2 separate regions of the Mus musculus genome follow, and region 2 is linked to region 1. A link is a contact called in public Hi-C data. All regions are on one chromosome and are shown on one strand. Each heading gives the region's core, a stretch centred on a gene start, on an enhancer-like site or on the middle of the called end of the contact. The rest is flanking DNA. Distances are from core to core; before and after follow the strand shown. Region 1 overlaps Poc1a (POC1 centriolar protein A). Region 2 overlaps Gm33616 (a long non-coding RNA gene).

Evidence for each region. Hi-C and Micro-C count contacts between places; a contact is called where the count stands out from the background.
Region 2: a contact with region 1 is called in a Hi-C map of bone marrow-derived macrophages, with 53 read pairs. The contact joins two enhancer-like sites. A contact is called at or near these places in 10 of 39 promoter capture datasets (the C10 cell line, the HPC-7 cell line, cranial neural crest and 7 more), 3 of 15 datasets of contacts at CTCF or cohesin (CD8 T cells, embryonic stem cells and large pre-B cells), 29 of 484 Hi-C or Micro-C datasets (the 63-12 cell line, the C2C12 cell line, CD8 T cells and 20 more), 17 of 115 datasets of contacts at active chromatin or transcription factors (CD8 T cells, the HPC-7 cell line, craniofacial prominence and 12 more) and 4 of 9 other capture datasets (adipose tissue, embryonic stem cells, liver and 1 more).

The regions. Positions count from the first base shown.
Region 1 is chr9:106,306,092-106,313,270 of GRCm38.p6, forward strand. Poc1a (POC1 centriolar protein A) reads left to right here. Exons shown (of 11, transcript NM_027354.2): 9 at 1,850-1,942. Among named protein-coding and RNA genes, the nearest start is that of Poc1a, 29 kb to the left of the region's middle. Within about 2 kb of position 2,295, at least 83 of the 459 cell types and tissues checked have an H3K27ac peak or open chromatin away from gene starts, as enhancers often do. A contact at or near this core is called in bone marrow-derived macrophages, cerebral cortex, cortical glia and 3 more, where this site is marked.
Region 2 is chr9:106,385,009-106,391,597 of GRCm38.p6, forward strand. It overlaps Gm33616 (a long non-coding RNA gene), which reads right to left. Exons shown (of 3, transcript XR_001779299.2): 3 at 4,264-4,552. Among named protein-coding and RNA genes, the nearest start is that of Dusp7, 20 kb to the left of the region's middle. Within about 2 kb of position 1,278, at least 54 of the 459 cell types and tissues checked have an H3K27ac peak or open chromatin away from gene starts, as enhancers often do. A contact at or near this core is called in bone marrow-derived macrophages, cerebral cortex, cortical glia and 3 more, where this site is marked.

The DNA.
Region 1 (7,179 bases), core at 1,045-3,544:
AAAGAGTAGTGGCCACCAACACGCTTGATCTGGTGGGCTGCCGAGGATGTTCATCCTCTGGGTGCTCAGCCTAGACAAGTCCTGTTGGCCTTCCGTAAGTCCCAGCTACAGTAAAATGTATTGATTTTCCAGTAAAGCAGAGGTTAACTAAAGGCTCTTTGTCCACAGCCTACATAAGAGCCAGCTTGTATCTTCCCACTCCATCACTAGGTCTTAGCTATCAGCCAAAGAGGAGGAAGGCCATGGAAAGCCTCGAGCCTCCAGTGAGTTTACAAGCAGAGCTGTATGGCGGACGCTCGAGTTGACTGGGTAGTAGATGTGCATGCTAAAAGCCAGGGTAAAACAGAGTCACCGACACAAGAAGCTGGCTGTGGTTTTCCTCAGACAGCGAGGCTGCCAATTCCTCACCTTTTTACAGTTTGTTCTTGTTTTTCTGGGGTGACATTGGTGTTATGTCTACCTTCGTGCTGGCCACTCTGTTGTTGGTAATGTTAGGTCTCCACAGTTATGTAAGGATCTTGTCCATGTGGCATGTGTATGCCAACATTCAGTTTGTAAAATGGCAGATGAGGTACCCATCTGTATGCCCATCTCTCTGGGAGGTATGAACAGTGGTGGGTAACTGTGAGGAGCCTCTGGAGGAGTCATGTGCATTGCTGTGTCCCAGTGGGGTGGCATCTACATGTCACATCTTCTAGAGTGATAGAGTGGTGGCTCTTGTGTGACACCACTGTTGCCTGATTCCTCCTCTGATGGCCGAGCCACCCTCCCTAAAGAGAAGCCAGCAGCGCCCGGCTGCCATGGCTTCTAGCCACCACTAGGGAGTGCTCTTGCTTCCTGGCAGGGTGACTCTCCCAGCCTTTGTGATATGCTTTTAGGCATTATCCTCTTTTGGAAGACAGTGTGGTTAGTTATTTATTTGAGACTTTTTTTGACATTTATTTTTGTATCTTTAGCTTTCTTTTAGAAATGAGAATAGGTGTTCCTTGCCTCTATGTGTGCCTGTGTATCATATTTATGCAGTGCCTGTGAAGGCCAGAAGAGGCCGTCGGATCCCCTGGTACTAGAGTTACAGAGGTTATAGTAGCTATGTTGGAATCAAACTTATCTGTCTGTCTGTCTGTCTGTCTGTCTGTGTAGCTACGTTGACGTGGGATCTCACTCTTTAGTGCTGGGTGGTCTGTGGAGACCAACTTGGCCTTGAACACAGAGATTTGCCTGCTTTCGCCTCCAGTGCAGATGCTACCATACCTGGCTAAGAGTGGTTTTTTTCTTATTGTTAAACTTATTGGGCTTAAAATAATAAGTGTGTTACTGTCCATTCCATGATGCCAGTGACTGTGTCCCATTGTGTCCTGTGAGCCTCCTAGCAGCTCTGGGAGGTGGGAGCTGGGATCTTTTCACAGAAGAGGGCACAAGACAAATGCTGAATCCCTCTCCTAAGGCCTCACAGTAAGGGGCTGGAGTCAGGCCATTTGTCCAATAGTGTGGTCTGGAGTTTATCTTCATGACTTCATGACTTCACAGAGTGTCATGGGCAAGCCACTACCCTCAAGCCTTCCTTTCCAGGTCGACATGATAAACAAGGAAAGGAAACAAAGGGATTTAATAGTGATTCTGACATTGAGACGTCTATGGCACTTGGGTAGAGGGACAAACAGGTGCTAAGATCTAATCGTGCTACATGGTGATACCCCATCCTGGTGCCAAATGTCCCCAGAGACTCCTCATCAGGGATATGGGGCAGGGCCCAGAGTTGAATTGGCATTATCAGGTGGGAGCCACTACTGCTGAGAACTTTGGGGTTAATTCAATTACCTCTCTCACCTCTGCCTGTTGCTCTTGGCAGGTGATGGTCTGGAAGAGTAACTTTGACATTGTTGATTATGGAGACATGAAGGCACGGAGGCCCCCACCCCTAACCAGCTCTTCTGGAACTCTGGTAAGTGGTTTGGCAGTTAGGTCTTGAGCCATGTGACTCTGAGATAGTCACAGTGATCAGCACAAGGCTTGGAGATGAGGGGGCCTGGAGGCTTCTCTGTCACGAGAAAGGAACCCTGGTATGGTCTACCAAATAACACTTTGAGCCTTGGTGCCAACCCAGAATGAACAAAGGAGACATAAAGGCAGCAGAACAATTTTAGGGTACAGGATGCTGGCCCTTTTGGTGGGGGTACTGTCATGGCATGCGCTGCTGCTGGAGTAGGCCAAGGCACACAAGGACCTGTCCCATGCCAGGCCTTCCTTCGATCACAGGACCCACGTACATGGTTCCTAGAGGGCTCAGCTGGGACGGGCGGATGGGAAAGACCCTGGTTTGGTTAGTCTCACTTCTTTTTTCTTTTTCCCCTTAAACCATGGAGAGGAAGTTCATTAGCCACAACCATTTTTAGTACCTTTGTTGGTAAAAGGACATTCAGTATTCCTGAGTAAAAAGAATCTTTAATTTTGTAAAATAAATAACTGGGTGAAAAATGATAGCTGATAAAGGCTCATTAGATAAACCTATCACTTATTTCAACTTTGGTTGAAACCCCAAGGCTTTAAGCTTCTGTGGCCATGGACTATGTACCCTCTCTTCCCCCTGGGCCAGAGAAGCACTGTGGCCTCCTGGGCAGGAGGAAGCTGGCCTGAGCAACAGGAAGCGGCTCGCCCAAACCCCCAGCAAGTCAAGGCTGGAACTCAGAATAGAACCAGGAAGCCTCCTGGTCTGTCCTGGGCTTGCAGTGGCTGAATCTCTCCTACCACATGCCCAGTCTGCACTAGAACTGCCTCTGGAGTAGCCCACATTGTGCCTACAGTCTTCTCCCCAAGGATCTCTCCCTTGACTAGCCACCATGGCTGGAGGCTTTGTTTCTGTTCCGTGTTTGAGCTATGGGCTGTTTGGGGCTCTCTGGGTCGCCCCAGTGTTCTCCTTGCTGCCGATCCCTTTTCTGCCTAGAAAGCACTTTGAATGGTGAGGCTGGGGTCCTGTGTGGATCCTGCCCTCTATCCTGCAGCTCCCTGACTGTTGGGCACTTACAGGGAGACCAGCACTGCTGGGCCTTTCCATGCGCTCACTGCCTGCAGAGCGAGTGGGCGGTTCTTGCCCTAGTTCTCAGGTGAGACTCTGAGCTGGAACCATGCTGTCCTCTGAGCAAGGCTAAGTAATCATGCAGGTGGCTGCTGGTGGCAGGGGCTGCTTGACAGCTGTTCTCATCCTAGGAAGCTACTGCTGTCTGCCTCAGGGGGATGGTTAGCATCAGGAGGAAGAAAAATTGACATTACTACTATTTTATTATTATTAAAAAGAGTTTCATGCAAGCATTGAGCGTATTTCTCCTGCCCCCTGCCCTCTCCACTCTCTTCCTCCCACTCTTGGTCACTATCTTTGCCCCTACAGTTTAACTTGTACTTTCATGTTATATGTATATACACAGTTTATGAATTTATAGTAAATATAAGAACCGCAAAGGAGAGAAAACATTTGGGATTGGCCTTTCTGAGACTGCCTTGATTTATTTAATCCAGACAACTCTGATTGCACCAATTTGCCTGCAAACAACATAGCTTTGTTCTTTTTGTAATTTAGCTGTTGTGAGTAAGGCTGCAGGTGTCTCTGGGCTATGCGGACTTGGAGTGGCAGAGCTGGGCCACACAGTAGATCTGCTTTTAGTCGTTTAAGAAGCCTCCACTCTGAGTTCCACAGTGGCTGCTCGCTTACATTTCCACCAGGGAAGTACAAGTGGACATTTTGTCTCCATCCTTGCCAACATTTGTTGTTTGTTTCTTATTGTCAATTCTGACAGGACTGGGGTGGAATCTCATTGTAGTTTTGATGACTAGTGAGATTGCCTGTATTTTTTTTTTGTTATAGTTATTAGGAAACTAACTTGGACAAACTGCCTGTTGTCCCTCAGCCCCACTCAGAACGGGGAACACACCCGCCTTGTTTCCCAGAGCTTCAGGGCCTGAGAGTCTAGGGTGTAGTCACGTGGGTAGAGGAAGCCAGCATGACAGAATGGAGAACTGGAAGTGAAGGGCTCAACAGGACTCAAGGTAGCCAGTTGTCCCCAATCTGCTTTGAGGCCCATATCAGGACTATTGCTATAGTCTCACCAATAGGCAGCCCTACATGGGACTCAACAGGGGACAGGATATGAGTTCTGGTGTCATGGAGCTGCCTCTGAACCCTGCTGGGTAGTCCTGGGCAAGCACCCCATCTTCCCAAGCCGCCATTTCTTCAGGGGTTCAGAGTACTCACAGGTGTGTCTTGAAGGCACCTAAAGTGACACAGTAATCTTAGCGTTATTCTTGGTTGAGATAGGAACTTCTTGTTCTTTGTCTTAAATCCCTTCTAGAGCCTTGAGAGAACAGGTGTGCCTTCTAGACAGCCCCCCTCCCCCCAACACACACACCTAATGCTGCCTGAGGGGTTGGTTTCTCGGGGGGGGGAAAAAGAAGGCAGCCCAGGGTATTGTTCTGCTCGGTTTTATTGTAGGGGTATATATGGAGATCTCTCATTCATTCTTATATATATATGTATATATATATATGTATGTATGTATGTGTATATATATACACACACACATAATATACATATATACATATGTGTGTATATATATATAAATTGACCGTTTTAACCATGTGTCAGTGTCAGTCTTAGTAAGCCGTCGGCATCCACCGCCACAAGTTTTTCATTCTCCTATGCTGGAAACAGTAAGTTTTTTCAAAACTGTGATGGCTAGGTTCTCTCCTGAGGTAGGAAGGGAGCTGGGCAGTGAGTTCCCTTCTTCCCTGGCACTTAGGTCCCCACATGGCCAGAGAGCTTGGCTCCTCAGGGGAGTTCAGGCACTCTGCTCTGTCCTGTGAACCAGGTCTGACAAGCTTCCACGCCTCATCTCTGCCCACATCCCATCCTTCCAGTAACTCTAGGTTGCAATCTGCATTTGGGGCAGATATTCTTTGAGTGCAGTCCCATGCACCATGATGTCTTTAGCATCCCTGGCCTTACCTGATATATGCCAATAGCATCCTGCTTCCCAGTTGTGACGACCAGAAATGTCTTCAGCTGTTGTCAGTGTCACCATTGAGAATCACTACAAAACCTCCTCTTTTCAGAGGAGCCCAGAGAGAAAGAGGTTGGGAGGCGTGGGGTGAGGCTGTGGGAACTGAGGTAGGCTGCTCTAGGAGCCTGCGCAAGGGTTCTGTTCACTTGGGTCAGGTTTGGATTCCCACCAGAAGATGTGGACCAGAGCTCTCAGCTCTTAGACCATTTTGTAGGAATGCTGTTTGGCCTATCAGATTTCAGACTCTCCTAGAGATATTGGTAAACAATAAGAAAAGACTCTTCACCTTTAGCAGCTGGATTTCCTTCAGATTGGCTGTGTATTGCCCTTCCTGCCCAGAGGCTATCTGACTCAGAGGCAATGCCTAATGAGGGGCCTGTGGGTGGCAGGATGGCTTACTCTCAAGTCATGGAGAAGTAACTGTGCTGCCGCTCTGATACCCTTTGCCCCTTATCTCTGTCTCCCAATCACTAAAACAAGGTGTACGCTCCTAGGCACTTAGGATTGTCAGGGAGTTCATGGGGCCAAGCACATGTGAAACTTCTGACTTGTGCTTTCTCCAGTGTGGCCATTGGAAACCAGAGGGACAGACCTTGCCTGGATCCTTGCTGCTCCCGCATCCCCTAGCAGAGACTGGCAAGGACAAGCTTGTGAGCCTTTGGAGGTCCTTCACCCTTGAGCCGCCCTGCCTGTGACCTCGTCTCTGAACGTGACGTTTCAGCTTTCAGATCCTGGAATGAAGGCTGTCCTTAAACTCACTCGGAGAGGAGCTGTGCTCACTGTGGAGCTATTTTCAACCTCTGGTTGAGATTCACAGCTTATTTTTAGGCACATTTCATGTTGAAAAGCAAAAGCCATTTTCCAGCCATTCAGACTGAGAAGAATGGGTGCCATTTTCCCTCTGTTCTTGGTCGAGTTGTACAAAGGAGGGATTTCAGGGCTCGTGGCTGGGGTTCTTTCTATGCTTGGAAGATTGCACATGAAGGATTCCAGGCCACGCTGTGGACTGAGAGTAGGCAGGAAGCTCCATGCTCTGCCCTGGAAGAAGGATAGAAGGATGGCTTGTGGGCAGATGAGTGCCTCCTGGAGGGGTACGGGTGGGGGTATCCAGAGGGCTTCTCTGTAGCAGATGCTTGTAGTGGTGTTTCAGGGAACTACTGCTTAGCCTGTTCCTTGCTGCAGCCCTGCCCACTGTTCTTACCCATCCTCCTGTTCTCTGGACTGAAGGGTCTGTTCCTTAGGCAGAAAGACCCTGGTGTCTTGGCTGATTTCAGAGTTAGCATCTTGCCCACCCCAAATCTTCTCCAGGACAGATTTCTACTCCAGCTGCAGAAGTACTTAAAAAAAAATATTTATTTTATGCATATGAGTACACTGTAGCTGTCTTCAGACACATCAGAAGAGGGCATCACATTCCATTACAGATGGTTGTGAGCCACCATGTGGTTGCTGGGAATTGAACTCAGGACCTCTGGAAGAGCATTCAGTGCTCTTAACCACTAAGTCATCTCTCCATCCCCAAAAGTACTTTTAAACATCTTGTTTGTTTTGTATTGGACAGGTCTCTCCACATAGATCAGGCTGACTTTGAGCTCAGAGATCTGCCTGCCTCTGACTGCATACTAAAATTAAATGCATTAAATTAAATGCCCAACTTTTAAAATCTACTTTTAATGAATAAGGATGGATTTATTTGGATCTGCCCTTATTTTTGCCATAGTCAGAGGCTCATTATGCAATTGAGGAGTTGTACTAGGTGGGGTGGGAAATGAAGAACACCTCGTTCTAGGTAGTTCAATGAAACGGACAGAGAAAAACACCACCCCACTTCCTGAACTCTCAAGGTTGGCAGCTCCGGGTTAGAAATTAACCTTGGTCTGTGGGTTGAGGGCGCGTCTCTGCTCACTTCTCAAGGTGACATTTGAAGGAGGAAAGCTACCTGTGGTTAAGAGCTTGGCTTCTGGCTCCCGACCAACCAGTGGCTGGATCTCTGAGGTCTTGGTTCCTCTTCTCAACCTGGGAGACGCTGGGTCCTCCTTTGGTGAGATTTCACGGGTGGTATGCCAAGCAGCGCCTGGCTCTGTTCCTGGCACATGGGCAGTGCCCATGAAGCATAGCCATTTCAAGAATG
Region 2 (6,589 bases), core at 28-2,527, 78 kb after region 1:
ACACTTGTCTGAGTCCTTGCCCCAGCCTGGCCTTCCAGGGCTACTGGCCTTCCATCATGTGAGCTAGTCCGGGGCTGGCCAGAGTTACTCATTTCAGAGTTAGCCTCAGCCCACCATGGGATACCTGACTGCACAGAGACCCAAGAGGTTGGCTTGAGCTGGGCTTGGCTAAGAGGAAAAATATAGGAGGCCTTACCTTGCTTTCAGTGAAGAGACACACGCCTCCTGCGATCAATATTGGAATCCTGCCATCTAGAGCCCAGCGTCCCCACAAAGAAGCAGGCACTGTGGGACACAGGGCAGGTTGTGGTCCCATGCACCTTTGGGCCTGAAGACCACAATAGTATTAGAAAGTACCATGGTTTCAGAGACCCAGAAGGTCAAGGCCATGGGTCTGGGGATCCCAGCTGTTCACGAGCACCGAGTGTAAGCCACTCAGACAGCCTGTCCCAACAGGAGCATTCTGCCATTCTGCTCAGCGTGGGCACAGACTCAGGACCCTGAGAGTGGGACACACTTTCAGTGTGGCCTCCCTGTATTGGGGATGGGTGAACTAGGGACTTATGTGTTTCGCCAACATGCCGACTTCACAGGTAAAGCTCCGAGGCTTCGGCCTGAGGCTCTGAGGCAGTGCGGTCTGAACCCCACACGAACAGGGTTGGAGCGCCTCAGCAGTCAAGAGCACACACTGCGCTGGAGTTTGGTTCCCAGCATCCATAGCGACAGCTTACAGCCCCTTGTAACTCCAGCTTCAGGGAAGTGCAATGCCAGCCACCTCGGGCGTGTGTGTGTGTGTGTGTGTGTGTGTGTGTGTGTGTGTGTGTTTCCCACTGTGTACACATGTAATTTTTTTTTTTTGAGGCAGGGTTTCTCTGTACAGCTCCAGCTGTCCTAAAACTTGCTCTGTAGACCAGGTTGGCCTCAGGCTTAAGAGATTCACCTGCCTCTGCCTCCAGAGTACTGAGATTAAAGGCTTATTAAAGCCACCACTGTCCAGCTACACATATTTATTTTAAAAAAATAAAAATAAGGCCTAAGAATAAACATGCGTACTGTGATATCTAACCTCTCTGACAGGTAAGGGGCATAGTTAAGGAGGGAGCTGGAACAGGGGCTGGGCTCAGGGTAGCTGCTGGGCAACAGCATGGATATGAAGGTCAAACAAGGCATGTGTGGGTGTGGGAGCCTGCCCGGCTGGGCTGCCTCCACAGTCTCTGCCGCCATAGTCCCCGCAGGCCTGGCGGCACTACACGGCATTGCCCATTTACCCTGCCTCACTTCCTCTGACTAAGACTAAAGAATTACCCACCCCTCCAGGGGAGTAGAGCCCTGGCACCCATCAGCAGGAAGTGCCCAGCTCAGCCTTCCCCAGAGCCACGCGCCCTGGCGTCCTCATCTGGGCTCTTGCCCAGGCCTCCTAAGAGCACAGGGTTGGAGGTGCTGCCTTTTCTGAAGGTTGCTGAGCTCAGCCTGGGCCATCATTAGACAGTCTGGGGGAGGAGGGGGTGCCCTCTCACACAAGGCTGCCCAAGGATTCCCTTGCCCTAGATGCCAGTCTTGCTGACACCCCACCTTTTAGAAATCTCGGTGTCTAAGAACCCAGGGCCTTGAGAGGAAGTCAAGTCAGTGCTCAGCCCCCAGCAGACAAGTGAAGTCGGGACTTTCAAGTGCTTTCAACTTCCTCCGACTCCTGGGTAGTGCCATTCGGGGACAAGGGACTGGGAGGGTGAGAGTGCCTCAATGTCTGGAGCAATGGGAGCCTGGCCTGCTGACAGTGGAGACCAGCCCCCTCTAGGGTGCCTAAAGGATCAGGGTGAAATAGTGGGGGACTTGGACTTGGAGCAGCTTCTAGATTGAGGGCACCTGCCCAAGTAGGGTCTTTCCTAAGCAAAGACCACTGAAACCCAAAGGAGAGGTGCAGCAAGCCACAGAGATCCTCAGAAGGCCCAAGAGGGTAAATCTCTGGATTCTCACTGTAGCTCTGCCCCTAAAGGGACACAGGCTTACAGCCACGTCCTTGGCTCCCAGTGTCTCCTAAGGCTGCACACTGGCCAGCCTATTGATGATGATCCTGCTTCAGACTCCTAAGTTCCTGCAAAATAACCCGCGAGGACAAACACTCAAGTGTCTTGTAGCCAGCAGGCCCAGTCAGCATGTTTGCAGGGGGTTCCTCTGAGAGGATTCCACTCTTTCCCCCTCATGGAGTGTCAGTCTGAGAAGGACACAGAGGGCAGCCAGCGTTGTAGCTGAGCAAGATGACAAGGTAACCTTAGATGGAACAGGCTGCCTAAGACCTGTGTAACACTCATAGGCTTATGCAGAGGGACCTGAAAGTATTTCACCACTCAAAACATAAAATAGTCCAGCCCCGGGGGTGGACATGGGACAAATAGAAAGCCCCATAGTGGCTGGGCCAGCAGCCTGTACCCCTGAAACTCCTCAGCACCTCCTTTCTTGTATATGTACATAGTGCTGCCTAGGCTAGTCAGTGACTCCATGCTGTGTGATCCAGAGCCAGCCCGCCCAGCTCTCTTTGGGCTATAATTACAATTCCCTGCCTTCCTTAAAGGCTATGGGCAGAATCAGAGACCTCAGATGAGCAAAGGCCATGGGAAGCTTTGCCATCAGACTGACCTGGAACCCATTGTCAGAAGGGACCCACTGTAGAATTCTTGGGTAGGTCACTTGACTTCTCTGAGTCTCACTTGAATGATGACAATGAAGATACCTCATCAGACCTGGGGTACCCTGGGGACCCAGGGGAGATGAGGGCAGCCCCTCCCAGGACAGAAGTAGTGTATGCACAGAGGATGTCCAAAAGTTTTAGGGATGCAGGTTGTCAGGACCAATTGTGTTGGGCCTTCTACCAGTCCCAGGTCATCGCTCTATGGGATGGCATTGGGTTGCGGTGGCTCCTGGGTTCCCATCAGTGCCTGTTGCTGTTAATCTAAACTGCAAAGGCCTCTCCTGTGAGGGTTGGGAGTTGTGTTGTTGGGGCTGTGCAAAGTGCAAACAACCCCACTGTGGCATCTATCCCAATTGGAGGGCACAGGAGATAGCATGTACCCTGGTGACCCTGTAGAATGGTGGGAAAAGCCAAGCCATTGTGACTAGGGGCAGAGCTAAAGGAGGGGTTTCTACCAGTGAAAGAAGGTCCCCTGGCCATGATACTCTGAGCCTGTGGCCTGGGGAATCCAGGGTCTTGAACCACTGGCAATGGACCCTGTCAAATTCTCTTCTCAGAAGGCGTCTCTTTCCCTAACATCTGGGGCCAGCAGCGACCAAGTTGAAGACTTGGCTCAAGTTCTCCAACTTGCTCCATTAGGTTCACGCTTAGTGTTTTATTGAGGCCAGTGTTCAATAAAATGGGGTGAGATGGGGGACCCCTTTAGTGGCAATTTTGGAGTCTGGGTTTCTCTCTAAAAAAAAAAAAAAAAAAAAAACAACACAGATTAAGAATGTGTTTTCAGCTAGGGAAATTACCCAAGGAGCTAAAGGGAACTGCAACCCTATAGGTGGAACAACAATATGAACTAACCATTACCCGGGAGCTCTTGTCTTTAGCTGCATATGTATCAAAAGATGGCCTAGTCGGCCATCACTGCAAAGAGAGGCCCATTGGACTTGCAAACTTTATATGCCCCAGTACAGGGGAACGCCAGGGCCAAAAAGGGGGAGTGGGTGGGTAGGGGATTGGGGGGTGGGTATGGGGGACCTTTGGGATAGCATTGAAAATGTAAATGAGGAAAATACCTAATAAAAAAAATGAATGACAAAAAAAAAAAAGAATGTGTTTTCATTTTGATTCCAGGTGTAGGATATGGGGCTGCTTCAGACTGTCCACAGCAGCTGACTATGATTTGCCTCGTGCTCTAGCAGAGGCATGATTTTGCCAGCTGCAGATAATTTCTGTGATTGTATGATGTTTGGAATTCTGGGAACTTTTTAGAGGGTATATAAATGCTAGGGCCCCAAGAGGGAGGGTAGGTTGTTCTTTGTTTGTTGTTGTTTGTGGCTTTTAATAGTAGTTTACAAAGAAGAAATAACAACAAGAGGAAATTAGATATCCTGATGGCAAAGATCAAACTTGGCCCAAGGAACTCTACCCTCTACCCTCATCAGTAGTCTAATGCTAACATCTCCCTTTCACCTCTATCCTTTCTCTATCTAGAGGGGTTGAAAGGGTGGGAAGGGGCAGAGAAAGGGCTAAGAAAGAAGAACTACAAAGTAGTAAAGCTACCTACCACAAGTGGTACCCAAATGTAGGTCTAGGCAGAATGAGAAATTTTATTTCAAATGCCGTAGAGAAAACAGCAGGGAATGAAGAATGGATTTTTCTTTTCAAGACACCAGCAAAAAAGTTATTGTGTCTGGTACCACTGGGGTATCCCCCACTTCTTTGTTCCCAGAAGTGGTAGTCATCATCATCTCCTTCTCCTCTTCCTCCTTCTTCTTTTCTCCTCCTCTTCCTCCTTTTCTTCCTATATTCTGTTTCAAAAAAAGGTAGGGGTCACTCTCATTTCTGAAAGGGTTGCAGACTTGGTGAGGTGCACTAGAAAGAAAAGGGAGAACAAAAAGGCTCAGTCCTAGTAACTGAGCAAGATGGAGTTATTTGGAGGAGGAAAGAGGGAAAGAAAGTGCCTGAGGGTGGTCAGGTCAGAGAAAAGCTGAAAAGGCAGGAGGACAATCTGATGAAACAGCCTGTTTCCAGAGAAAGGGTCAGTCTTGAACCAACTGTGCCGCCAGTTAGAGGAGGGGTGGCTCTGGGTTGCGAGACCATCATCAGCTTTCCCAGTAGTATACAGCATAGGCCTGCTAAGAGATAGGATGGTATCCTACAGACATGGCAGATCTAAGGCCATTTAAAGAGGTCATGATTTCATATGAGATGCACTTGCCTTACACGGAACAAACTCTAAGTGGCTGGGCTACTCAAAATAGAATTATTCCTCAAGACTGGAAGGGATTGATAACAGCTGTACTAGAGGCCATTTCATACTTGCAATGGTTAATATGGTAGAGTGAAGAAGCTGTTATATTGAACCACAAAATAGAGCGAGAGAAATGAACATAGTCAAAGATCAGTCGCTGGGTGAAGGGTGGTACCCTGATCTATAAGGACAGATTCAATTTGATGATGCTACTATAGAACAATGTCACTTAGCTTTAAGAGTTTTGGGACAAAGTTGAGGAACTTAGAGGAAAGTCCACCTCATTTACAAATATTACACAAAGCACTGAAGAATCTTTCACTGTTTTGTTTTGTTTTACACAGATTAGTTTCAGCTGTGAACAAAGCCATATCAGACTCTGATGCAAGGCAGGTGTTGATAGAGACCTTGACGTTTGAAATGCAAATACTCAATGTAAAAATTTTATTTGACCATTAAAGGTACGGAGAGTGCCCATGGATGAATGGATAATATTGGTGGTTCTAACATGCACACCTTATATCATAGGTCAAGCTACAGCTAGAGACCCCAAAGGCCCAGCCCTTGCTTGGACAGGAGGGATAGACTTGAGCTGCTTTGTCTTGGGCCTTGGCTCTACCCCAGAGAGGTTTAGGAACCAGGCTGTCCCATGGGCCTCTGTTTAGTCTACCCCACTGTGCCAGAGACTACCTCCTGCTTGAGCTGGTATCACCTCTTCCAGGGACAGATGAAGGCTGTGACTTGGATGTACCCTCCTCCCTGTTCCTCCTTCTACAAGACAAGACTAGCTCATTCACTCTCAAGTCTCCAAAGAAATAAGTAAAGCGAAAGGAGCCATGAGAAGGGACCACAAGGCCATGAAATCTTGGGGTCAGGTCAGAGGTCCTCCCATACTGCCAGTGGGGCCCAAGGTGGCCTCATTCCTGGCCCCAGCATGCGGGTAGGTGGCTCAGGTGTATCTGGCTCAGCTGTCTTATAATTTCCCGAGTACATGAGAGCTCGGGCTGCTTTCTGGAAGCCCCTTGACCACTGGAGTCAAACGGTCTGAAAATATACACAGATTTTAACCCAGAAATCCTATCTATCCCTGTGTGTCTGCCCCAAGGAAACTGCCACTTGAACGCACAGGGAGGGGGAAACCTCTAACTAGCTCGGTGATCCCTGACTCATGTCAGCTGTCAGCTATATCCAGACTTCCTCACTGAAATTGTCCTCTCCCACAGACTTGAGGTCCCCTATCTATGCTACTCCCTGCCCACCCAGACAGGATATATGTTTCTCAGGAATACAGATATCATCCACAGAGGCAGGGGAAAGCAGGCTGTGAGCTTTAGCCCTCTTGTGTGCCAGGCTCCATTCTAGGTACGTAACACTCCATCCTGTCTTCACAGCAAGGTTTTATTCTCCCTGTCTTTCATGCAATAAAAGCAAGGCATCCAGGGAGGCTGAGGCAAAGAGCCAAGGAACTCAGCTGTAATCCTGCAGGCCACAGAGGGAGTCCTAAGAGACACGGTGGGTAGGGCGGATATGGAAGCCCCTCCAACTCCCTCAGAGCCCACTCTGGCTCTGCAGCATTTCCCTTCACAACACTATAGCAGGTGCTAGAGGCAGAGGGCGATGCCTGCCTGTCCCCTGCCCCACCTCTTTGCCTTAGACAC